7 separate regions of the Mus musculus genome follow, and regions 1, 2, 3, 5, 6 and 7 are each linked to region 4. Evidence: chromatin contacts called from public promoter capture Hi-C data. All regions are on one chromosome and are shown on one strand. Each heading gives the region's core, a stretch centred on a gene start, on an enhancer-like site or on the middle of the called end of the contact. The rest is flanking DNA. Distances are from core to core; before and after follow the strand shown. Region 1 overlaps Gm46359 (a long non-coding RNA gene). Region 2 overlaps Gm6657 (predicted gene 6657). Region 3 holds the start of Mpp5 (membrane protein, palmitoylated 5 (MAGUK p55 subfamily member 5)). Region 4 holds the start of Max (Max protein). Region 5 holds the start of Eif2s1 (eukaryotic translation initiation factor 2, subunit 1 alpha). Region 6 holds the start of Plek2 (pleckstrin 2). Region 7 holds the start of Wdr89 (WD repeat domain 89).

Region 1 (3,044 bases), core at 347-2,846, 2.0 Mb before region 4:
CACAAGGACCACATCTTAGCTATAGCTATGGAAGTAAGATTGTGGAATCAAAAGATGGAAACAGGCTTTTAAGGTTTAGTCATATTAGCATGTCTGTACTACCAAACATAAAATTGTATCACTTAGCCAGGCAGTGGTGGCCCATGCTTTTTATCTCAGCACTTGGGAGGCAGAGGCAGGTGGATTTCTGAGTTCTAGGCCAGCCTGGTCTACAGAATGAGTTTCAGGACAGCCAGGGCTATACAGAGAAATCCTGTCTCAAAACACCCCACCCATTCTCCCCCTCCCAAAAAATTGTTTCACTTAAATGGATTTTGCTTTGCTTTCAAACAGGATCTTGAGCAGTGCAGGGCTGGCTCGAACTCTTGATCCTTCTGTCTCCATGTCTTGACTGCTGGGATTATAGACATATACTACTATGCTTGGCTAGAATTGATATCTGCTTTCTTTTCTTTGAGACAGAGTCTCATGTATTGCTGCCTGTCTTTCTTACTATGTAGCCAAGTCTGGTCTTTAACTCCTGATCACCCTGCTTCTACACACCAAGGACTAAGATAACAGTCACACACCACCACACTGAACCTTAAATTGCTTTTTTCCAGGGGTTGTTTCGTTGACACAATACCTCATTATGGAGACCAAGTTAGTCTCAAACTCATAGAGATCTATATCCCTCTGCCTCCCAAGTGCTGGGATTAAAGATATGCTGCACCAGACTGGCCTTAAATTGATTTTTTTTAACAACATAAAAAGTTAATTAAAACAGGAGAATGAAGAGTTGTAGGCTAGCCTGGGATGTGTAGTGAAACTGAAACAGGAGAATGAAGAGTTGTAGGCTAGCCTGGGATGTGTAGTGAAGAGTTGTAGGCTAGCCTGGGATGTGTAGTGAAACTGAAACAGGAGAATGAAGAGTTGTAGGCTAGCCTGGGATGTGTAGGCTAGCCTGGGATGTGTAGGCTAGCCTGGGATGTGTAGGCTAGCCTGGGGTGTGTAGTGAAACTGTCTCAAAAGCAGACGGTTGGGCATGAAACTGGGAGATGGTTCAGAAACCCTGGTGTCCCAACTTTAATTCTAGCCTCAGAATTGAGAGGCAGGCTCCCCCCAGAACATGCTAGCTAGCAAGATTAGTCATATTGGAAAAGAATAAAATGGAGAAATAATTGAAGATGATCCCCATATCAACATTGTACCTCCAAATGCATCACACACACACTCACACACACCTACACACACACTCACACACACTTGTACAAACACTCACACTCATACCTATACACACACTCACACACATCTATATACACACACACCTATACACATACACACACCTACACACACATACACACACACACACACACTCACGGTGGGGGCAGAAGAGATGTTTAGATTTCAAGATTCACAGTGAGGCTGCTCATTTCTCTATTTGTGTGTGTGAACTCTTGATTCTTATCAAAAAGGATCAGGATTCTGGTTTTGGGTTTTTTTTTTTTTTTTTTTTTTTTTTTTTGTAAGCTTGGGGCAGTTCTTCAGTTATTTTGGGCAGAGAGCTTTATTTGCTCCATGAGTCTCTCCCCATCTGTGGCTTTCACTTCCCTGTTTGCTTTATTGCATTTGGTGGCACAAACGGCTTTTAAGAACAGATTTAGATCCATCCCTCCTGTCTCTGATGTCTGTTGCAGGGATAGTTAGAATGTTTTCTCTGGTCACAGCTGAAAGTTTCCATTTCCATTTCTCTCTGTGTCTTTTTATGACCCATTTGGAGTATACCGTGATGCACGATATGAAAAATATGGGTGGAAGCTGATCCTAAGCTGTGCTGACATCCCACAGTTTTCCCGCAGAGTGGCTCTTTCTTGTAGTGTTCTGTGGATGCTTCTTCACCATCGGCCAAGTCTTTAAATAATGTTTCTGTCTTAACATAGTCTACGCTGGTTCCTAACTTTTCTCTGTTTTTGCATCAAGGCCTCACTGTGTTTTGGTGGCTGGCCTCAAACTCACAACTCCATCTGTCTCTGCCTCCCAAGCGCTGGGATTAAGGTATGTGTCCCTACACGTGACTATCTTTTCTTATTTTTGTCCTGATATGTTTTGAGCTGGTCATGGTGGCACATGCCTGTGATCCGGCACCGACAAGCCTGATGAGGGGGACTATAAATTCCTGCCAAGATGGGTTAAATTGTGAGGCCCTGTCTCAAGCAAACAACAACAACTTTTTAAAAACTTTGCCTGGGCTGGAGAGATGGCTCAGAGGTTAAGAGCACTGACTGTTCTTCCTGAGTTCAAATCCCAACAACCACATGGTGGCTCACAACCATCCATAATGAGATCTGATGCCCTCTTCTGGGGTGTCTGAAGATAGCTACAGTGTATTTATATATAATAAGTAAATAAACCAACCTTAAAAACAAAACAAAACAAAACAAAACTTTGCCCATTCAGATTCCAAATGAATTTTAATAATTATATATGTTATATAATACATCCCATTTTGTCTTTTTCCTCCCCATTTTAGTCTTATTATTCAACTTCACAATCAGAATTAAAGGAGCTGGAGAGGTGACTCAGTAATTTAAAGCAGGGACTACTCTCACACAGGAATACAGTTTGATTCCCAGTACTTATGCCAGGTGGCTCACAACTACCGGCAACTCTTAGATACAGGGAACCCCATGTCTGTGGCCTCAAGGGCACCTGTACTCATGTGCACATGGTCACACATACACATAATTTTTTTAAAAGATTTTTAAAAATCAGAAACACTGTTGGTGGTGGCACAGGATCCCAGCACTCAGGTGGCAGAGGCAAGTGGATCTCTGTGAGTTTGAGGCCAGCCTGGCCTACAGAAATAGTTCTAGACCAACCTGGCCTACAGAGATAGTTCTAGGACAGCCAGGGCTACACACACACACACACACACACACACACACACACACAAAAGTCTGTCTCAAAAACAAAACAAAACAAAAAATCAGAATGAAAATCCATCCCTAGGTCAATCAGGTTTTTCTTTACTCTTTCTATTTAATTTTTTTCTTTGAGTAAATATG
Region 2 (3,158 bases), core at 95-2,594, 1.2 Mb before region 4:
TTATAGACTTTTTAAAGAGCAGTACTTTGGTGAAAGATCCAGATTTGAGCTAGTTGTGGTTTCTGCCTCTGCCTCCCAAAATTTTAGCCATCAGGAAGAGAAATTAAAGAAGGAAAGGTGAGAGGTGAGAGGAATAACTTGCTTTCAGGACAGAGGATTAGTGAGAAAATAGGTTCCCAGGAATATTCATTTTCCACTTCCCTGGGCTTCAGTAGCACAATATCCAGCCTTCGGGTTCTTCTAAGGAGAACTTTCTGTATCTTCTCAGAGAGCTCAAAGAAATGCTAAGAGCCTGGGATATGGGGGAGGGGTGGTCAAAATCAAGTATCATATCACAATTACATTATTACTGAAGATTATTGCCGAAGACAAATCATCTGAATTTAGAGATTGCTTAGTGCTCTCTGTGATAGGTGATTAATGAAGGTCACAAGCTGCAGTCTTAAGTAGGCTGACATAAGCAAGGAGAGCTGACGCAAACCCTGAGCCAAATTCTAAGTAAACGCTCTCAAATATGCTATATCTCTGTGAGGTGGGGGAAGCAAAGGCTTATCCCGGAGTGTGAACAGCAGAAACGATTTCTTGTACATCAGATGCCTGAAGCAAAGACTGATACTGGTAATGGTGAGTCCCAGGCCTCAGGGAATTCCCCAAATAGTGATTGCTTGAACTGTAACAACATCTCTATTATTTGCCAACAAAATAGAAGGCACCATTACCTTAGCCAGACAGCACAACAGGAGACAAGGGATTTTGGGCCAAGAGCATGGAGGAAAACTTCCTTCTATCTGGAAATACCTGAAATGGAAGGACCTGTATTTGCCTGATTTGGGAAAGAGGTGTGCCCAGGATCTCTTGCCACTTTCCTCTAAGCCAAGCTTAAGCAATGCAATTCTTTTGAAACTAGAGGAACCAGAACACCGTCCAAAAGGGCTATTGAGTGCTCAGCCTTCAAATAGTGCTTGTGTAATAGCCCAGCCCTTTCCCTTTGCTGCCCTAATTGCCTAACTTATTTGTAGTAGAGAGAAAACGTGTTAGATAAGAATTATGGAGGAAGTAGGCAGTTGCTTTCATTTTTTGTTTCTTTGTTCAGAATGGGGTGAACTAGTTAAGCAAGGAGAATAATAATGGTTAAGAGCTGTACAGCAGAACACCATGTTTAATGTTTAATCAAGGCTGCCAGTAATACATCTTGATGCCATATAGCATGACACAAAACATCAATAGGCTGTTTTCTTCATTTTTCATTTGGTTTATAAATGTGTGGCACATTTTGTCCTAGGGGTAACAGAAAGCCGAGTCTCCTACAGCATTTCACGTTTCCTGAGTTACCATTCCTTATGGACTTGGCTTAGATGTGGTTGGTGCCACCTACCGGGCTAAGTACATAATTACAGGCCTCCCAACCCATTTGTAAATATCTAAAAACAGCTTGAATTTGATCTTGGTGCTCAAATTCAGGTTGACGCGATATAGTTAAGTTTGGGTTCCCATCATAATTTTTAGGAATGGAAGAGACATAAGAAATCCAACTTTAATACCACCATTGTGTCATTCAGTCCAGAACCGGAGCTTTAACTGTGGTTTTCTGAGTTTGCTTCTTGTTCTGTATTGCAGACCTTACAGAGCCGTTATAAGGGTTGCACGAAGTGAGAGGCTGTTAAAGTGCCCTGCTACCTGTGGTAGCTATAAATATTAGGTACAGAAAAAATAAAATCAAATAACTTGCCTATGTTGTGTAGGGGCTACAACACATATATCTGACTCTAGAGCCATGGCTTTTCTCATTGAATTAAAACTTCTCAAGGTTTGATATTGAAATAATTTTAGGTTTTTTTATTAGATATTTTCTTCACTTACATTTCAAATGCTATCCCGAAAGTTCCCTATACCTTCCCCCCACCCTGCTCCCCTACCCACCCACTCCCACTTCTTGGCCCTGGCGTTCCCCTGTACTGGAGCATATAAAGTTTGCAATGCCGAGGGACCTCTCTTCCCAGTGATGGCCAACTAGGCCATCTTCTGCTACATATGCAACTAGAGACACGAGCTCTGGGGCTACTGATTAGTTCATATTGTTGTTCCACCTATAGGATTGCAGACCCCTTCAGCTCCTTGGGTGCTTTCTCTAGCTTGTAATAATTTTAAGTGACACCTATAGTGAATTTAAGAGATGTTATAACATGGCTTTAAAACCTGTAAATCACAGTGGAAAATTATTTTGAGTTGAACGCTCGACCCAGGATGCCCTCGCACTACTCTGCCTTCTGCCCTGCATGCTGGGACTATAGCGAGTGCTCCAGCACCCAGCTCAGTCATCACCTTTTCCAATGCTTTGTACTTGATAGAGCCAAGGAGAAAGTTTAAAGAGAATCCTCCTGTTAGTTATACTTTCCGAGAGTGGTAAAACATGCCTCAGGCTTGACCATCTTTCTAGAGTTAATTTTTCTATCTCATTATTATTAAATTTACTTGTGAAAACTGTGGCTGAGCATGGTAGGTAGCTTGTGATGCTGATACCCAGGAGGCTGAAGTAGAAGGATCACTGGAAGTTTGAGGTCAGGATGAGCTACATAGTCAGCTCCAGGCCAGCTTAGGCTATAGAACGAGATCCTTTTATGTTTTGTTTTTAATTGCTTTTGTTTTCAATAAATGTGTGAATGTAAATAAAGATAGCCTGAGTAGCAAAAATGAATTACTAATAAACAGCAGCCTAAAGAGGTTGGGAAATATTACTGCTACACTAGTCCCCCCGCTGTTGACAACACTGTAATTTAACAATTCTCCCATTGTTTTAGCTTCTTTTCTGTTCTGAGAAAACCATTCCAACCAAAAGCAACTTAGGGAAGAAAGGGTTTATTTGGCTTACATGTCCCAGTGACTGTTCATCATGAAGGGACATCAGAGCAGGAGTTCAAGGCAGGAACTTGGAGCTGGAAATTAAAGCCAAAACCATGGAAGAAAATTGCTTACTGGCTTGCTCAGCCCACTCTCTCTTATAACCCAAGACTACCGGCCCAGGGGTAGCACTGTCCACAGAAGACGGCCCTCCAAAACCAACCATTAATCAAGAAAATACCCCTAAAAGATGTGTCTATGGGCCAATCTGAGGGAAACATTTTCCTCAGTTGAGACTTCCTTCTCCCAGATAACCCTAT
Region 3 (3,142 bases), core at 188-2,687, 1.8 Mb before region 4:
CTGAGTTCGAGGCCAGCCTGGTCTACAAAGTGAGTTCCAGGACAGCCAGGGCTATACAGAGAAACCCTTTCTCGACGCCCCCCCCCCAAAAAAAAAGATTATGAATCTCTTTTGATATCTTTGTCTTTTTTACTTATAAAGCTCTTTAAATTTTAATGTAAGCCTGCTATTACAGTTTAGAATGATCTTTAAAACAAGAAATCGTGTCCACAGAAATACTATAGAAACAGCTCGTCAAGAAAGGATAGTGTTCATTCCCACCAATACCTATACTTCAAAGACACCAGCACACCACATAATTTGTTACTGTTGCAAAAGTTAACAAGTTATTAATTTCTGGCATAATTTAAAAGGATAATTAGAATAGTATCATTAAAACATTACAGTGCCTTATTAAAACCAGAAATACCTTCCACCTTATCCGCTAAATCAAAACTTTAGAATTCTTGCTACACTGGCTTTCAGAATTTAAACTCTTGAAACTCTAAATTAGACACAACACACTAAGTAAAAACCCTCGTAGGTGCTGCATTCATTTTAGAGTAAAGTGTCATGGAAAACTTTTCGGCCGAATCTAAATTCCACACACATTACTGTGTGTCAGTCAGCTGGACAGAAGGAGAGAGCTATCCTTAGTCAGTTACGTAATTTACAATAAGGATCGTTCCGAGCGGCATTCATTGAAAGTAGCTCTACCAAGCATTTACAGGCTTCAAAGTTCACCGGACAATCTCCGTCTAAGTTCTGAGAACGCACTACTCTTTAGCAGTGGTCACAAGGAAGCAGGAACTGTTTATCCGCAGAACGCAATGAGTAGCAGAACACCAGGGGCTGACTCAGGCACCGGAACGCTGGCTGCATTCCGTCTTCCACGGGAAAGTGTTTCCCAGGCTGGTTCCCCGATCCGGCCAGGGGTGGGGTGAGGGAAGAGTCCCAGAGACTCGCGAACTCCGGGCCTGGGCGCAGCGAGACGACTCCCTGCCGTGCCCCCGGCAAGTCCGGCGGGGTGGCCCGCCACCGCGCCAAGGTGCGTCCCCCCCACCCCCACCCCCCGGCCCAGGGAACCAACCGGCATCGCGCGGGGAGCGTCCCTCCGAGGGACAAAGGTTGGGCTGCCACCGCGGCGCCCGGCTCAGCCTGGGGCTCTCCCCAGGGAACCCTGGCGGTGCGGCGGGTCTGGGAGGGGGTGCGAGCCCCGCCGCCCCTCCCCCGCCGCGCTCCCGGGAACCTGTTGATTAAGATCGCCACAGCCCGGGCGCTGCGGGTCCGCCCCTTACCTCCAAGCCCCGGCGGCCGCCGATCCTCTCTCCCTCCCTCGCTCCTCAACGCAGCCCAAGCAACAGCCCTCCGTCTGGCGGCCCTCAAAACACTGGATAAAGAATCCAGAAACTCCCGATTCCTCCCACCTCGGAGTCTCCAGTCCCCGCCCCCTCCTCACCGCCAGCCTCCTCCGTCGCCGCCGTCGCCAGCAACTCCTCCTCGAGGCCGCGCGAGACCGGCCCCCGCGGCTGACGCGAGACCGCGCACGCGCCCCTGGGACGCTGGCGCAGCGGGCGCGCCTATCCCAGGCCGTTCCTGGCGCGGCCCGCCCACGGCCCGGAGAGAGGCTGGAACGGATCGTCCAATCCTGAGCGCGCGTGGGGAGAGGGCCCGCTGATTGGTCCGCTCTTCCCCCCCCCCGCCTCCCGGGGGCTCGGCCGCGCGCACTCACCCGCCTCGAACTGCGAAGCGTTCGTTCTAACCGCTGAGTCGCTTCGCTGCCTCAGCCCACCTCCTCGCCTCTGTGTGGGGTCGCCGTGCTTCCCTGAGACGGACTCGGAAGCCGCTAAGGCTCGACGGGGCCTGGGAAGCGGTCATCTCCTGAGAAAAATCCGATTCCCTTGGAAGAGACCCCTGTTGTCCTGTCAGGCACATCAAAAATGCTAATGCTCAAAACAACCGTGACGCCAACACCTGGTTGTGTATAAAGTTCCACACAATTCCCTGATTCCACAGACGACTCCTTTCTGAAAACCAGGAAGGATGTCAAAGGCCACAGTTGTCACAGAATTCTCCGGAGAGGATTGGGAGTTACTTAGGCTAGTCCCAGCGCGAGTCCATGCTGTCAGGACACACCTATGCCACCATCTGGGAAGGGTGGGCACGGAAAGTGCTATGAAAGTGTGCGCGAGGAACTGGATTTGGAGCAAACAGAAATATGTTCTATGTAGAAACCTCTTCTGCTGGACCTAAATCCATTGCTTCAGCCTGTTGAGTTTTCTCAGGGGCACATGTCGTAGACAACTGTCCCTCTGTGCCTTCGTATATGCAATTAATCATGTCTTTATTTCCTCCCACCGTGGTTTTTAAGCACCATTCCCAATATACCCAGGCTCCTACCTACCTTTTTCCTCTTATGGGTTGTTAGTGTCCCCAAGGAATACTATGCCCTCTGAAGTAAGCACAACTTTTTTTGGGGGGTGGGGGGAGGGCGAAATCCTTCTCTTCCTGGATCATCAAATTCAAATCTTACTGACATTTTATTAAGTACTTAACGTTGTTTATTGGTGTTAGTAAGGCAGAGCCAAGGACAGGACTTTTTTACATACCACTAAAGACCTCTTTCCTTCTGTCAAACATACCTCAGTGGACTTTGAGTACAGACGGACAACTTCCAAATATATGTAACTGAACTGTCTGCTTAGTTCATCTTCACAAAGAAGTGAGAATTTGTGAACTGCAAGTGGACTGTCTCCAGAATTCCTAGACACTGTTAGCCACACACAAAAGGTTAGTGAGTGTTGACATTCCTTTCTACCTTTTTTTTTTTTAATGCATAAGACATTAGGTAACAAGTACTCTAGTTCCTTTTTTAAAAAGTGGTTCCCCCACCCCACCCCCTTTTTGGAAATGTTGACATAAAGCTAGCTTACTCTTGTTGTGAGGACTGTTCTGTGCATGATAATGTGTTTGACAAAATAGTTTCTGTCCCTTAGATTCCAGGCACATCTCCCTTTCCAAAAGTGACAAAAGATGTTTACAGATATAGCCAAAGGGTGGGAGGGTGTTCTTTTTTAAAAGATGTATTTGTTTTTTATTTTGTGTATATGCATATTTGCCTGCATTTATGTGTATGTGTTACCTATTGCCTGGTGTTTGGTGA
Region 4 (3,131 bases), core at 414-2,913:
TTCATTGAGGAGGGGCATGGAACAGGCATGAGATATATTTTTTTAATCCCCCAAAAAACTAACTTGCAGCTAAGGATGCACTCTGCACATTGCACATTGCAGGTAGATATATAAGGAGGGTTTGCGGTGATCATCCATTGTCTCTACTTCTGGTATCCAGTTAACTCTTACTATCTTATCCAGGCAGTGGTGGCAAATGCCTTTAATCCCAGCACTTGGGAGGCAGAGATGAGGCCAGCCTGGTCTACAGAGTGAGTTCCAGGACAGCCAGGGCTACACAGAGAAACCCTGTCTCGAAAAACCAACCAACCAACCAAACAAACAAACAAAAAACCCTCTTACCATCTTTGTCTCCCTTACAGCCCTTGACTTCTATTACGAGTCAGTGTCTGCTTATGACTGTGTTCTCATCACTAGGCTTGGCCACACGGACATTTAAGGCCAGCCTGGGCTAGGTGTCAGAAAGATTGTATTACACCACCAAGTTTCTGCACTCAATAGTCAGGGGTTAAATGATTTTTTACTCAAAAAACATTAACTCATAAATCAAACTCAAGACCGCACTCATTTTGAAGATCAATTGTAAAGTGGTAGTCTGGTTAATTTCTCAGATGACCTTATTATTACTGTTTGTTTGTTTGTTTGTTTGTTTGTTGTTTCATTGAGGACCTGGTGCACACTGAAAATGGTGACAGGGTAGTCCGGTTTTTGCTTTCAAAGCTGTGAAGTCTTTGAGGGGACACATCATGCCATTCCTGGGCTGCCACATATTAGATACTTAGCTAAATGCGGGTGGGGACAATGTAGTTACACTTCATACCTCGTTGCATTATGTATGACCTTAACTGGACAGGGAGCTGCACAACTTTCCCGTTTTGATTCTTTTTGCAGTTAATTAAAGTTCTCTATAAACTGGGGCACTCCCTAATCTGCTCCGGCTACAACAAACAGAAGGTAGGTTTTACTTGCACCTACGAGAGGTTTTGTAAACACTCAAGCCCAGCAAGGACAGTTCTCTCGGACAAATGAAAGCAAGATTCTTGAGATGAAGGACACCCGGCGAAATCGGTCCTTTAGTTTGTCCCGTAATGTCTCTTAACACCTTAAACCCAGATAACAGAGGGCCCGCGTGGGCATCTCGACCGCGCCCCCTGGTCAGCCACAGCGTGATTCCTTCCCGGGAGGGTTACGCCCCAGGGCGCAAGTGGAGCGACTCAAGCATTAAACGAGACAATGTAAAAGCAGTCTAGCCAAGAAGAGACAGTGTTATTTTGGCAGCCAGTTTCTCTCCCCCCGCCCCCAAACCCCCGAGCCTCCACCCAATCCCTTGGGCCGGGCGCCCAGAGCTCGGAATTGTGGCCGGCTCCAGGAGCCCAGCTCCCTCCACGTGTCCTGTCTTCCCAGCAGCCTCTCCGCCGCCTGGGGAGGAAAATCTCCTGACAACTCGCGGTCTGTGGACTACATCTCCCGGGAGGCACCGCGCCACTTCTCGCTGCCAACACCCGGGGCGCAGGCGCCCTGAGCTCTGTCAACAAGCGAGTCTGGCGAAGCCTGTGTGCGGTTCCTGATGGGATTTGTAGTTTCTCTGGCTCTCTCTCACTCGCCCATCCGACGCTCGAGGACTACAAGTCTCAGCTACCCCGGCGCGGTGAGCCCGGTCACGTGTTAGGGGGCCGATCGGGCGTGCGTGCCGCCGTTGATCCGGTGCTGCAGTGAGGTGGTTGTCGCCCGTGTTGTGTGTGCGTGAGTGTGTGTGAGTGAGTGAGCGAGTGAGTGAGTGTGTGCGTGGGGGCACTCGGCTTGTTGTTGTCGGTGACTTCCCCCTTCCCTCCACCCCTCCCCTCCCCGGCCGCCGCTGCAGTGGCCGCTCCCTGGGCCGTAGGAAATGAGCGATAACGATGACATCGAGGTGGAGAGCGACGTGAGTCCTGGGGCTTCTTCCTTTCCGTTCGGGTTGTCAGGCGGGGACAGCGGCAAGGGTTCTCAGCCGGGCGACGGCGGGAGGGGGTCGGGTCGCCGCCGCCTCCGTCCTTTTCTCCCCCTCCCCCCGGGGCCGGGACCGCCTGCGTCGCGCTCCAGGCTCGCTCCCCTCCAGTCCTGTCCGGAGAGGCCTCCTGGGACTGAAGGTGGGAGCAGACACGCGGCCTCTGGGACCCCCACATTCTCCCGTGGAGGAGGGTGTCGAGGCCTCCCTCTCCGCTCTGCCCGGCTGGGGATCCCATTATCCTTCCGGATCCTGGGCAAGGAGACCAGCGCTCAGCTCTTGCTCTTTGGGTCCATGAGCTCCCTCCTCCTGTGACCGGTTGATCCTTGGGGTGAAGGGGCTGGGAGTGCTCTGACGCCCTAGAGGGATCGAGGGAGAGCAGGCAGTGTTCCGGATCCCTCTTGTCCGGTTCGGATCCCAGAAGGAGGGGCAGTGCCTGAAACCCCCCCCCCCCCCCCCCCCAACTAGGCTACGGGATCTCGCTGGAGAGAGTGGAAGGGGAAAGAGGGAGGGAGGGGTGTCAGACTGACTCCCCACCCGCTGCTTCCTCCGCCGCCGGCATTTTCTTTCTTATTATTGAATTCGAAGTGTGAAAATAACTTCTGTATTTTCTATTTTTCTCTCTCTCTTATTCCAGGAAGAGCAACCGAGGTTTCAATCTGCGGTACGTCTCCTACTCTCCATTTCATTTTCATTTCCGTTCAGTTTTGGTTCTTTTTGGAGTCAGAAAAAGAGATCGTTCTATTACTTTTAATACTCTTGTAAACTCCTCTTAACCGCTAAGGTGAGGTTGAGTCTGTTGGGGTTGGAGGAGGGGGGCGTTGCAAATCCACATGATTCTTGATATTCAGGTGGTAGATTCTAGTGAGTAGGTAGGTAGGTAGGCAGGCAAGTGAGGAGGCCTGTGCTGTGAACTGAGTTGTTCTGTAGTGTTCAGTGCGGCGGAGATATGTGAGAAATGGAAGGGCATTCTGAAGTGAATGGTAGTGTTATTTCAGAGCAAACTGGCTAGGTTTTATTTAGGAGCAGGTAAACTTTAAGCAGTATCTCCATAGTTGTGTGAAGTTGCAGGCACATGTAATAATCGCCTTTAGCCAAGGTCATGTGACTACTGCAGACTCCTAGGATCTAGAAAAGCATGATATTC
Region 5 (3,204 bases), core at 49-2,548, 1.9 Mb before region 4:
TTTTCAGTGCTGGGATTAAAGATATGTGTACCTCACACCTCTCACAAGGGATCCCACTTCTGTAGTTAATGCCATACAGACTGTATGTGTTCTGATGTAAACAAACAAAAACACACTTCAAAGCTAGTTTCAAATACCTTGCATTATTAGTATTTTGCCCCTGTTAACTTCTAGAGTCGGTACATTGTCATGTCACCATAGCAGATATGGGCAATGAACATTCCAAAATAAAATGTACCACGCTGGGAAAACGCTGTTCAGCTCTAAAGTTTACTAGTACAACTAAGTCTTTTGAGAATCAGGGCCCACCATCTGGCATCATAGGCACAGAAAAAGCACTACAATTTCATAACTGACATTTTTGATGAACTGTCGAGGGTCTCCACCTCTTTAACAACAACTTGAGGAGGAGAAAAATCAAGACTTTTCTGATGTACCCTTTCTTCAAGAAACAATGTTTGTTCCTTAGTGGAAATTAAAGCATCCTAAATATAAGGGGGTGTTTAAGAGCCCCAATGCGAGTACACACTTAACTCTAAAGTTTTACGCTTTCAGCGTCCATAATTACAAAACTCCAGTTTTATTTTCGCAGTTACCCAAACAGGGCAAATAACTTCAACAGCTGATTTTAAATTCCAGGAATTCACTCATACAGAAATGCACAGCTAGAGCGAAAACTTAACGACCTCAACACTAATAGTTCCATTTTGGACTTTTTTTTAACTTAAATATGGTGGTTTATCCTATTGTTTCTTTGGCGAAAAGTTCAGTCTCCACAGAGAGAAAAGTTTTGGCAGTATCTTGGGGCTGAAAAGAAGGATAAAAGAAAGAAAAAAAAAAAAAGCCCAAATTCTCCGGTCCGGTAAAAGCAATCGTCTTGAACTAGGAGTGGGACTGGAGTCGAGGGTTCTCCAGAGGCCTCCCCACCACAAGACATCTTTAAGGAGGCTGTAAAAATCTACTTGGCCCACGTTCCTTCAGGGGTTCCTCCGCCCGTCCAGCCACGTTTCTGGCTCGCAGGAGCAGACACCGGCTGGCGAGAGGGCGCAGGAAATCACCAGCGGGCGGTGGCGACGGGGTCCAGACACTTCCCGCGCAAGAACGGGAAAGGGGGGGTAGCCCGGGGCCTAGCCGCACTGGACAAAACCAAGGCGAATCCTCGGGGAGAGCAAGCTGCGGGGCCGGTCACCTGAAGTGGATGTGTGAATCCCGAAGTAGGGTCCCACGCCGTGCTGCTTAGTGGCAACGAGGAGACTCGGAACACCAACCCCGGACGCCGAAGCTCCTCAGCGTGCGCTTCGCCCAACCCAGCGCGCATGCGGAGCCACCTCTCACTGCGCAGGCGCCGACAGAAAAGGATCCTTCGTTGCCACTAACCATAGAGTCTTGGTCCTCCTAATATGGGCGGTGTGAACCAAGGGACGAGCTGAAGAGTCACTGCCCCTGGTATTTATAGATTTTTTTGCGGAGGGAACTTGCTAGGTTTAAAGGAGAGGTAAGTTTCTGTTTCTTGCTCCAGGATGATCGCTTTAAGTTTTAGTCAACCAAGAGAGGGCGCTGTGACGAATGGCGGAAAGCCGAGGAAGAGGAGGAGCGTGATCCTCTCCTGACCCATCCCTCAGAGCGTGCTGGGTGCCGGCGACTCGCCGGAGGGAGGGGCGGTGGAGAGACCCGGAATTCCGGACTGTGCGCGCTTCCACATCCGGGCATTCCGTCTCCTCCCCCTCCCTCAGTCCTCGCCCAACAGGAACCGGAAGTGGGAACCGGTTTCCTGGTTGCCTCTTAGCAACGCAGTTGTCAAGTGACCCGGTCAGCTGACTCCCGTGGAGGCGGGCACTGGGGTAACCGGTTCTGGAGGTGTTGCGGTCCCGATTGTCTCGCCGGGGGGCCCGAGCCGAGTCACCGTCAGGATGTCGGGCAAAGACCGGATTGAAATCTTCCCTTCGCGAATGTAAGTTAAAGACTAGGACAAGCGACAACCGTGTTCAGGCACATCTTCCCGGCGCGCATTCCTGCGTACCCTTGGCCACCAGCAAGGTTCCTTGGTTTCTGGGTCGCTCCTTGAGCTTTCCCCAGGGTCTTCGTTTCCTCTGAGTTCCGAGCGAGGTTTCTTTCCAACGCTCCCCTCCCCTGCTGTTTCTGAGAGAAGAGGCCGGAGAAAGTGGTTCCAGTCCACAGGAAAAGGGGGTTCACCTGCTGGCAGCTTTTGGAGGTCGATGCCTTTACTCACTCATTCCGCACACCCTTTGAGCCACACACGGAGTTTACATAACTGAGCCGTCGGCGCCATCTCTACCTCCCAGGGCTCATCATTGCTGAGGATTGAGATGTAGACGCTGAGGTCTGACCAAAGCTCCCAGACGGGAAGTTATGTGACAGGGAAGCAGCTAGAAGGCCCCTCAGCCAAAGTGACATTGAATGTGTCACCCTCTCGCAGCTGTAGGTTTCAGTCTTGGATCCCGTCAAGTGTTATTTGCTGTGGGAAGATATCCCTGCATTTCTGAGGTATTCCTATAGCCCTGTGATGACTGCACTCTTTACGTCTAGCAAGTGTCACTCATGACACTGTCACGCGGGTATTTATTTGGGCTGTCTCCTGGATGAAGGAGGCATCTTTTTAATGCATAGAAGGTCCACAGAAAATTGTTCCTTGAACCCTTGCTTGGGATGTGCTCAGTTACAGGCCGCCTTTCTGCTTTGGGTTAACATCCTTGTTAGGAGAAGTGATGAAGTGAAAACTTGAAGTTTTCTCAAATACATATAATAACTTGTGGAAAGAAAAGGGTATTTGTGCTCTCATCTTCAATTGTTCCTGAAGAAGGAAATCAGTTTTTATTCTGATAATTAGGTCTCTCACTGTGGTCCTGTTTTGGGGCCTGTTTAGGGTTTTGCGTGTGTGTGTGTGTGTGTGTGTGTGTGTGTGTGTGTGTGTGTGAGAGAGAGAGAGAGAGAGAGACAGACTGTATTGTTTACCTTATCCTATGCCTTTTTACTTATAGACCCAAGGACTCTTAAATAGTTTCATTTAAACCACAGAATGAGTTTCTGTCTCTGCCAGGGTATATGTAGCTCTGAGTGAATGAAAGGGTTTAATTATTTAAAAACAAAACAAAACACTTTTAACCTTCTCCCCAATGGCTTTGAAATGGCAAGTTATACTAACTGTACAAACCTGCCAGCTGTGGGGAAGTGCAGTGCTCGTGA
Region 6 (2,987 bases), core at 95-2,594, 1.9 Mb before region 4:
ATCGCGGTTCCTTGGTAGGTTGGTGGTGCAGTCATGACAGACTGGGGAAGACAGAGGAGGTGAGTCACACTGAAGGTCCAGTGAATCAGACGGGGTGGGCTGGGACAGGGGTTTCCCTCAAAGGAAGCGCCTTAGCTGTTCCTGGGAGAAACACCACCAGGAGAAAAAACCAACTTCCCCCCTTTCAGAGAACCCACTTAAGAACCCGTTTTCTAAAGAAAAGGCCCAGTCCATGCCTCCTAAAAGGAGTAGACAGGTATAGGATCTGACTTTCCCAGCTTCTCCTACTCTGGGTTTGAGCCCTTCTGGTATTCGGAAGCACGATTTCTTCCAATGCCCTGGTGTGATATGGTTCCGAGTGACTTCAATGGCTTCAAGTTTCAGTTTCCTGGAAAACACATTATTTGCCTCCTGGAGTTGGGGTATAATTGCAAATAAAACCTAGCACTATTGGAAAGAGAATGGAACCTCTGTTGTCTTTGGATTTAAAATCTAGGAAGCTGTTACCTGGCAACACAACACTGCCAGATCTCTTGCTTTACAGGTGAAGATGTATGTTTGTCACAGACCGCAGGGGCATGTGGGGCAGAGCCCAGCATAGGGACACTAGGGTGTGCTGGGAGCCAGACTGAAGGGCATCTCTGTCTTTCCATTACCGGCAGTTCTCTCTCTCTCTCTAATCCAGACACCCCAGGGCCTTTGTCCTGCCTAGCAGGTGTTCCCTCTGCTGAGCAAAGATATCAGGGATTCTATGCAGATCAGCACCACTGTCGTTTTCTTGTTTCAGGTGCCAACATGATGTGGTAGAACGTTGTGTTGATTCTATCGGGATATTTTCTTCATCATAGGCGTTAATTTTTATTTTAAAATATCGTATTACAATATGACTTACACGGATGACTCGATTATTTTGCACGCTCTTTAAACTCACCCAGAATTGCTAAAATCTGATTCTTTTTGGTTGTTTGCTTTTGAGATGAGGATGGTGTGATGTACACATTGAGGTGAGAATGTGTTCTGTAGACTATGCCAGTCACCTTAAACTTGAGATTCTCGTACTTGCTCTATACACTCCTCTGCCTCTCAGGAAAGGCTCAGAACTATAGACAGAGGTCCAGGGTCGTGTTCTTGGGCGATCACCGCGGGCCGTGCGGGGTAGGGTTGGCACACTGGGCACCTGGCGTGGGAAGGTCGGAGCAGAAGTCCCGACCGGGCCAGACTTCCTGCCCGCAGGGCGGGAGGCTCTGGCACTGGATGTGCGCCAGGGGGCGTCTCCGGGAGGGAGTGGCTTCCTGGGCGCGGGCGGCGTCGGCGGTGGAGCGCGGGGACAGCTCACCTGGACTGGCGACATGGAGGACGGCGTGCTCAAGGAAGGCTTCCTCGTCAAGAGGGTGAGTGTGTTCTGGCCTCGCGCCCGCGTGGCCGTGGGGACAGCGGGGCGAGCAAGTGTTGGACAAGGTGACGAGCTGGCGAAGTGCTCCCACTGGCCAGCGGATCTGGCATGCACAGGCTGGTCCTGCTTGGTTCAGGGCTTACTCTCTCCGGTGGATCTCTTAAAACAATTTACTGGAATTGAGGGCGAAGCCAGGGACAGGACCCATGGTTAGCATACTCAAGGCCCTGGATTTGGTCCACAGCAACACACCACACACACACACACACACACACACACACACACACACACACACACACCACACCACACTGTATTAAAGTACCATAAAGTGGTGTGGGTGCAGGGTGGAGAGAGCATAGTTAAAAGGTACGGCTGGAAAGTAGGAATGACCTTCTGTGGTAGAGAGTTAACTGTGGCTGACCGCAGTTAAGAGTATATTCTCACGTAGCTAAGGGGATTTTAAATGTTTCCAACACCAAGAAACGTTAATAAATGTTTGAGGTGATGGAGCTGCCAGTTACCCTTATGCGATCATTGCATGCCGTGCCTATGATTGACAACCCAATGTATGTGCTCCATGCATATGCACAGCCATGTCTCAATTAAGTATGATATTGAAATATAAGGCACCATGGATATGCCGTGCAATTTACAGCTTGAAAGGAAAGAAGGCACCACCCTTCCCTCCCTCCCTCCCTCCCTCTTCTCTCTCTCTCTCTCTCTCTCTCTCTCTCTCTCTGCTCAAGACTGAGCATCAGCAAGGCGAAATAGCTTGTCTAGCGTAGGTGAGTATTAGATAGGACATGAACTCCATCCTTAGTCCTCCCTCATCACCCTTGTTGAAGAAGCAAGAGTCCAACCAGGGACAGTGGGACTCCCAGGATGCCTAGGGTCAAGGTAGAAAATGAACGAAAGAACCTAAAAGAGGAACTTTTACAGTTTGGTGCATTCAGAAAACCTTGGATTTGATCTCTAACTTCTAAAACAATTACTTTAACATTGATGTCAATACTGAATATTTATGTTAGTATAATAGCATGCATAGTATGCATATAGATATACATGTGTGTATGTGTATATATGTATACACACATATATGCATGTATTTGTATGTATATGTGTGTATATGTATGTATATGAGTATATATGCATGTATATGTGTGTATATGTGTGTATATGTATGTATATGTATGTGTATGTATATGTATATGTGTATATGCATATGTATGTATATGTGTGTATATGTATGCATATATATATGTATTGGCGGCTGAGCCCTTTGGCTACTGTTCTGGGCTGACAGTCTCAGGAAGCTTGGTGATGAAGGGTAAAAAACTGTCCTCCTCATTGGTTTACTGGGTTACATCAGCCCCATTAGCCCTGAAGGTTCAAGTCCCTTTCATCCTCTGTTTACAAGATATCTGTGTTGTTTTGCACAGTGTGTGATATGGGAGGTAAAGGAGAGGCAATGTTTCTTCAAAGCTACAAGCAAGGAGGGTGGGAAGCTGATGCCAGATCAGTGGACTGGTGTCCATCTGTCCAGAATTCCACGCTCACTTTGTGTCTTTGTCATATACATGGTAATATGGTTCAT
Region 7 (3,122 bases), core at 300-2,799, 1.3 Mb after region 4:
TACCTTCCAGGTAGATTTCTGTAAAGTGCTACAACCAGAGACTACTGGGGCATGGCTCACTTGCTCCTGGGGAGAAGCGCATCCCTGGGTCCAGCACTATGGCTGCAGTTGATGCCCCTTCCCCGAAAGCCATTGTTCTTGGTTGGATAGCAAAACTGAGTCCTCTCCGGGTTACACGGATCCCTTCATAGTCCTAAAATAAGAACCATCACTACCTGTGATATAAAGATCAGGGCATGGCAAAGACCAAAACCCCGGGGGGTCAGGTTACAAGCCCCCTAGGATGGCAAGCTCCCAACTCCAATTTCCCCCAGGAATTCCCTTTAGTAACTTCATAGATAAAGGTCCAGAAGGCAGTGGAAGCCAGCATCTCAGTGTTCAGGATATGAAAAGAGTATGTCAGTTCCCTAACCATTCTTAACCCACTGTAGGTCAGGACTCCTGGCTATGCCATGACACCAAGACCGATATTAATTAGAAACTGCAACTAATCAAACAATAATCTCTATCTCCAACTCTACTAGCTGTAAATGGGACCAACCTAAACTCACCTTGGGGGGATTTCCAGGGGAAGGATACCTTTTAACAGCACCAAGATATATCCCCTAGTTAGTTCCCCTTATTCAGATTCCTGTGGGTATACACAGCACGTTAATTTCACGAGTCCCAGCCGAATGTATTTCCAGGGACAATCTGGCTTGTTTGCATTATCGCTTAACCAAGTACGTATTTTCTGAATTGTTTACACTGGAAAACGCGGTCTCATGGTTGTTATACCACAGGTATTCATCTATAATGAAAAGAGGGTAGAGTCCACCTAAACTAGATTCAGGGCTTCTTGGTGTTCAAGGACAGAGCTCATTCCCCTATTGGTAGGGCCAGATGTCATGTCTCCACTACAGTTGGAACATCAGCCCTGTATCAAACTAAAGTTTAAAAGCAACATCAAAATAGGACAGATGAGACAGGACCTGACCATTATGGACTTCAATTCCCAGAGTTACCTGGGGCCGAGGCAAAACTACCTCCAGATTTTGTAATTGCGCTCCTGTCAACCTTGAGTCATAGCCATGCTGGAGTGAAGGCCGGATACTGCTCGTTCAAACCCGCCTGTATAGCTAGGCTTTGTGATCACGTGTGGTTATTTCAGATCCACGAAATCCTGCCTCAGCCCCACTCCTCTGGTCCGCGAAATAACTTTACACCCGAGTCCGAGGAAGCGGAAGAAGTGCTGGAAGAAACTGCAAAGCCACATCCGCATGAAAAGGCGGAATCGGTGACGATCTTGCCTTTTATTGGCCACACGTCCAGGAAGCTGGGTCCCAGGGACTTCCGTTAACCTGACCTAGAGGGAGGTGTTGTATGGCGTGGTCCGTAGACCGAGTTACGCATGCGCAGACCTTCTGCCCTCGTCCAATCGGAAGGTAGCAAGCAAAGGCGCGCGGCTCCCGCTTCAGAAGAGCCCGCTGGTTATGGTCCGGCCTCTGTGCTATGGACCAATCCGCTTCAGCTTCCTCTATATTTTTACCCAATCAGAGCCGGAGGGCGGAGTTCCAGCCGGCCGTGGGCAGAGCGTGCGTTTTCTCCAGCTCCAGTGTGGGGTTTGCTGCGGAGGTACTTTCTGCTGGGCAGGGCGGGCAGCTCTCTCGACCGGCGGCCACTGGGTGGCACGCGCGTGGAGAGCCCTGGGCGGGGAGCGCAGAAGGGGAGCGGGTGGTGTGAGAGGGAGCACGTGCATGCGCAGGGACCGCGTGGGTCTCTGTATGCCAGGATGTGGGGTCCATGCCACCCGAAGGTCTCTGCTTCAGTTTCGAGGAAGGGTGGGTAGGTCCCTGCTCGCTCTTGCCTGCCCTTCCTCTCACTCATCCCACACCCACCTCCTGGCTCCGGCCTTTTTCCACATCAAAAAGCAGATTTTTTCATTTGGTACGCGGAGCCAAGTCGTACAGTATGTGCTGTGATGCAGGCTACTAGGCTAAGTTCCTTACGTGTGTGGTGTCATCTAGGCCACACAGCTGTCCACCGAGCTAGGTGCTGGTCGGGTGTGGTGAAGCACACCGGGGATCCCAGTACTGACTGGGAGGGAGGTAGAGGCAAGAGGATCTCTTTGAGTTTCCAGCTAACCAGTGCTTCTTGGGAAAACTTTGTCATGCACACACACACACACACACACAAACCTAATTCACAACGAAAACCACCCAAGAGGCAGTGCTGGCAGCATCTTATTTTTGTGAAATGTCTCATTTAGGCTAACTCTGACAACTTAAATTGAGGGAATTCAGCTTCCACAAATGTAAAATTAAAGATAGTACAACTAGTAAAACGCTCCTGTTTTCTTTCCTAACTTGAAATTGTTTTAAAGCCGGGCAGTGGTGGCACACGCCTTTGATCCCAGCACTTGGGAGGCAGAGGCAGGCGGATTTCTGAGTTCGAGGCCAGCCTGGTCTACAGAGTGAGTTCCAGAACAGCCAGGGCTACACAGAGAAACCCTGTCTTGAAAAAACAAAAAAAGAAAAGGAAAGAAAAAAGAAATTATTTTAAAATCCTAAACAGTGTACCAGGAAACCAGTTAATTGGTTATTATCCAAGTAAGATGAACTGGTAGGAAGGCATCAGTCTAAAGGTCTACTTCCTAACTTTGCTTTGCAATCATCAGGTTGTTAAAAAGTGCATGGTCCGTGCCAAATTGCTTCTCAGTGTTGTGATAATTCAGTGAAGATGTGGACTTATAGTCTATGTTATTGGTATCAACCATACCTGTTTCTGCTTCTTGTTTAAAGACCACAAAATCATGCAGCCTAGTTAACAATGTAAGTGTGAGATACCTCTGTGTTGACTACTTACCCGCCTATCTTGGGGTCAGGACAGTACTATCTAGAGAGCAGAAGTGAGAAGTGTCTAGCTCGTCTTTTTACCTTAGATTTTATAGAACAGGGCAAAAGTAAGTCAGCCCCTGTGACTGTTGAGGTTTCTTTCGTGTCCACCTTTGTTTAAAATCTTGACTGTTTTCTGCAACTTTCAGGGTTGGTTGGTTTGGGTTGGTTGGTTGGTTTGGGGTTTTGGAGTCAGGGTTTCTGTGAGGTTCTGGTGGTCCTAGAGCTCACTTTGTAAACTAGGCTAGC

What was found. Promoter capture Hi-C pulls out the DNA fragments that hold promoters and counts their contacts. Capture Hi-C pulls out chosen DNA fragments and counts their contacts.
Region 1: a contact with region 4 is called in a promoter capture Hi-C map of pre-B cells, with 4 times the contacts expected there. The contact joins the enhancer-like site here to the promoter of Max in region 4. A contact is called at or near these places in 3 of 39 promoter capture datasets (hippocampal neurons, liver and pre-B cells) and 6 of 115 datasets of contacts at active chromatin or transcription factors (astrocytes, embryonic forebrain, embryonic stem cells and 2 more).
Region 2: a promoter capture Hi-C map of liver shows a contact between it and region 4, with 2.4 times the contacts expected there. The contact joins the enhancer-like site here to the promoter of Max in region 4. A contact is called at or near these places in 4 of 39 promoter capture datasets (3T3-L1-derived adipocytes, frontonasal cranial neural crest, hippocampal neurons and 1 more), 4 of 115 datasets of contacts at active chromatin or transcription factors (astrocytes, large pre-B cells, neural tube and 1 more) and 1 of 9 other capture datasets (adipose tissue).
Region 3: a promoter capture Hi-C map of embryonic stem cells shows a contact between it and region 4, with 3 times the contacts expected there. The contact joins the promoter of Mpp5 here to the promoter of Max in region 4. A contact is called at or near these places in 4 of 39 promoter capture datasets (embryonic stem cells, hippocampal neurons, liver and 1 more), 3 of 484 Hi-C or Micro-C datasets (B cells, CD8 T cells and uterus), 7 of 115 datasets of contacts at active chromatin or transcription factors (SST interneurons, astrocytes, embryonic midbrain and 4 more) and 2 of 9 other capture datasets (adipose tissue and liver).
Region 5: a promoter capture Hi-C map of liver shows a contact between it and region 4, with 4 times the contacts expected there. The contact joins the promoter of Eif2s1 here to the promoter of Max in region 4. A contact is called at or near these places in 9 of 39 promoter capture datasets (the HPC-7 cell line, cranial neural crest, embryonic stem cells and 5 more), 6 of 484 Hi-C or Micro-C datasets (B cells, LSK cells, cardiomyocytes and 3 more), 14 of 115 datasets of contacts at active chromatin or transcription factors (astrocytes, bone marrow-derived macrophages, differentiating embryonic stem cells and 10 more) and 4 of 9 other capture datasets (adipose tissue, embryonic stem cells, liver and 1 more).
Region 6: a contact with region 4 is called in a promoter capture Hi-C map of hippocampal neurons, with 7 times the contacts expected there. The contact joins the promoter of Plek2 here to the promoter of Max in region 4. A contact is called at or near these places in 2 of 39 promoter capture datasets (cranial neural crest and hippocampal neurons) and 7 of 115 datasets of contacts at active chromatin or transcription factors (astrocytes, embryonic forebrain, embryonic stem cells and 3 more).
Region 7: a contact with region 4 is called in a promoter capture Hi-C map of liver, with 2.9 times the contacts expected there. The contact joins the promoter of Wdr89 here to the promoter of Max in region 4. A contact is called at or near these places in 2 of 39 promoter capture datasets (liver and pre-B cells), 1 of 484 Hi-C or Micro-C datasets (B cells) and 2 of 9 other capture datasets (adipose tissue and liver).

What each region holds. Positions count from the first base shown.
Region 1 is chr12:78,922,478-78,925,521 of GRCm38.p6, reverse strand. All of the region lies in intron 2 of Gm46359 (a long non-coding RNA gene), which reads right to left. Among named protein-coding and RNA genes, the nearest start is that of Gm46360, 4.9 kb to the left of the region's middle. Within about 2 kb of position 1,596, at least 35 of the 459 cell types and tissues checked have an H3K27ac peak or open chromatin away from gene starts, as enhancers often do. A contact at or near this core is called in pre-B cells, where this site is marked.
Region 2 is chr12:78,204,222-78,207,379 of GRCm38.p6, reverse strand. All of the region lies in intron 7 of Gm6657 (predicted gene 6657), which reads right to left. Among named protein-coding and RNA genes, the nearest start is that of Gm6657, 8.7 kb to the right of the region's middle. Within about 2 kb of position 1,344, at least 73 of the 459 cell types and tissues checked have an H3K27ac peak or open chromatin away from gene starts, as enhancers often do. A contact at or near this core is called in 3T3-L1-derived adipocytes, adipose tissue, hippocampal neurons and 2 more, where this site is marked.
Region 3 is chr12:78,747,242-78,750,383 of GRCm38.p6, reverse strand. It overlaps Mpp5 (membrane protein, palmitoylated 5 (MAGUK p55 subfamily member 5)), which reads right to left and starts at 1,437. Exons shown (of 15, transcript NM_019579.3): 1 at 1,278-1,437.
Region 4 is chr12:76,960,780-76,963,910 of GRCm38.p6, reverse strand. It overlaps Max (Max protein), which reads left to right and starts at 1,663. Exons shown (of 4, transcript NM_001146176.1): 1 at 1,663-1,921. The coding sequence starts at 1,886.
Region 5 is chr12:78,860,166-78,863,369 of GRCm38.p6, reverse strand. Eif2s1 (eukaryotic translation initiation factor 2, subunit 1 alpha) reads right to left here and starts at 1,298. Exons shown (of 8, transcript NM_026114.3): 1 at 1,190-1,298. It overlaps Atp6v1d (ATPase, H+ transporting, lysosomal V1 subunit D), which reads left to right and starts at 1,732. Exons shown (of 9, transcript NM_023721.2): 1 at 1,732-1,951. The coding sequence starts at 1,911.
Region 6 is chr12:78,905,295-78,908,281 of GRCm38.p6, reverse strand. Plek2 (pleckstrin 2) reads left to right here and starts at 1,344. Exons shown (of 9, transcript NM_013738.3): 1 at 1,344-1,391. The coding sequence starts at 1,350.
Region 7 is chr12:75,667,964-75,671,085 of GRCm38.p6, reverse strand. It overlaps Wdr89 (WD repeat domain 89), which reads left to right and starts at 1,549. Exons shown (of 2, transcript NM_028203.1): 1 at 1,549-1,614. Gm34717 (a long non-coding RNA gene) reads right to left here and starts at 1,361. Exons shown (of 3, transcript XR_381697.2): 1 at 1,005-1,361.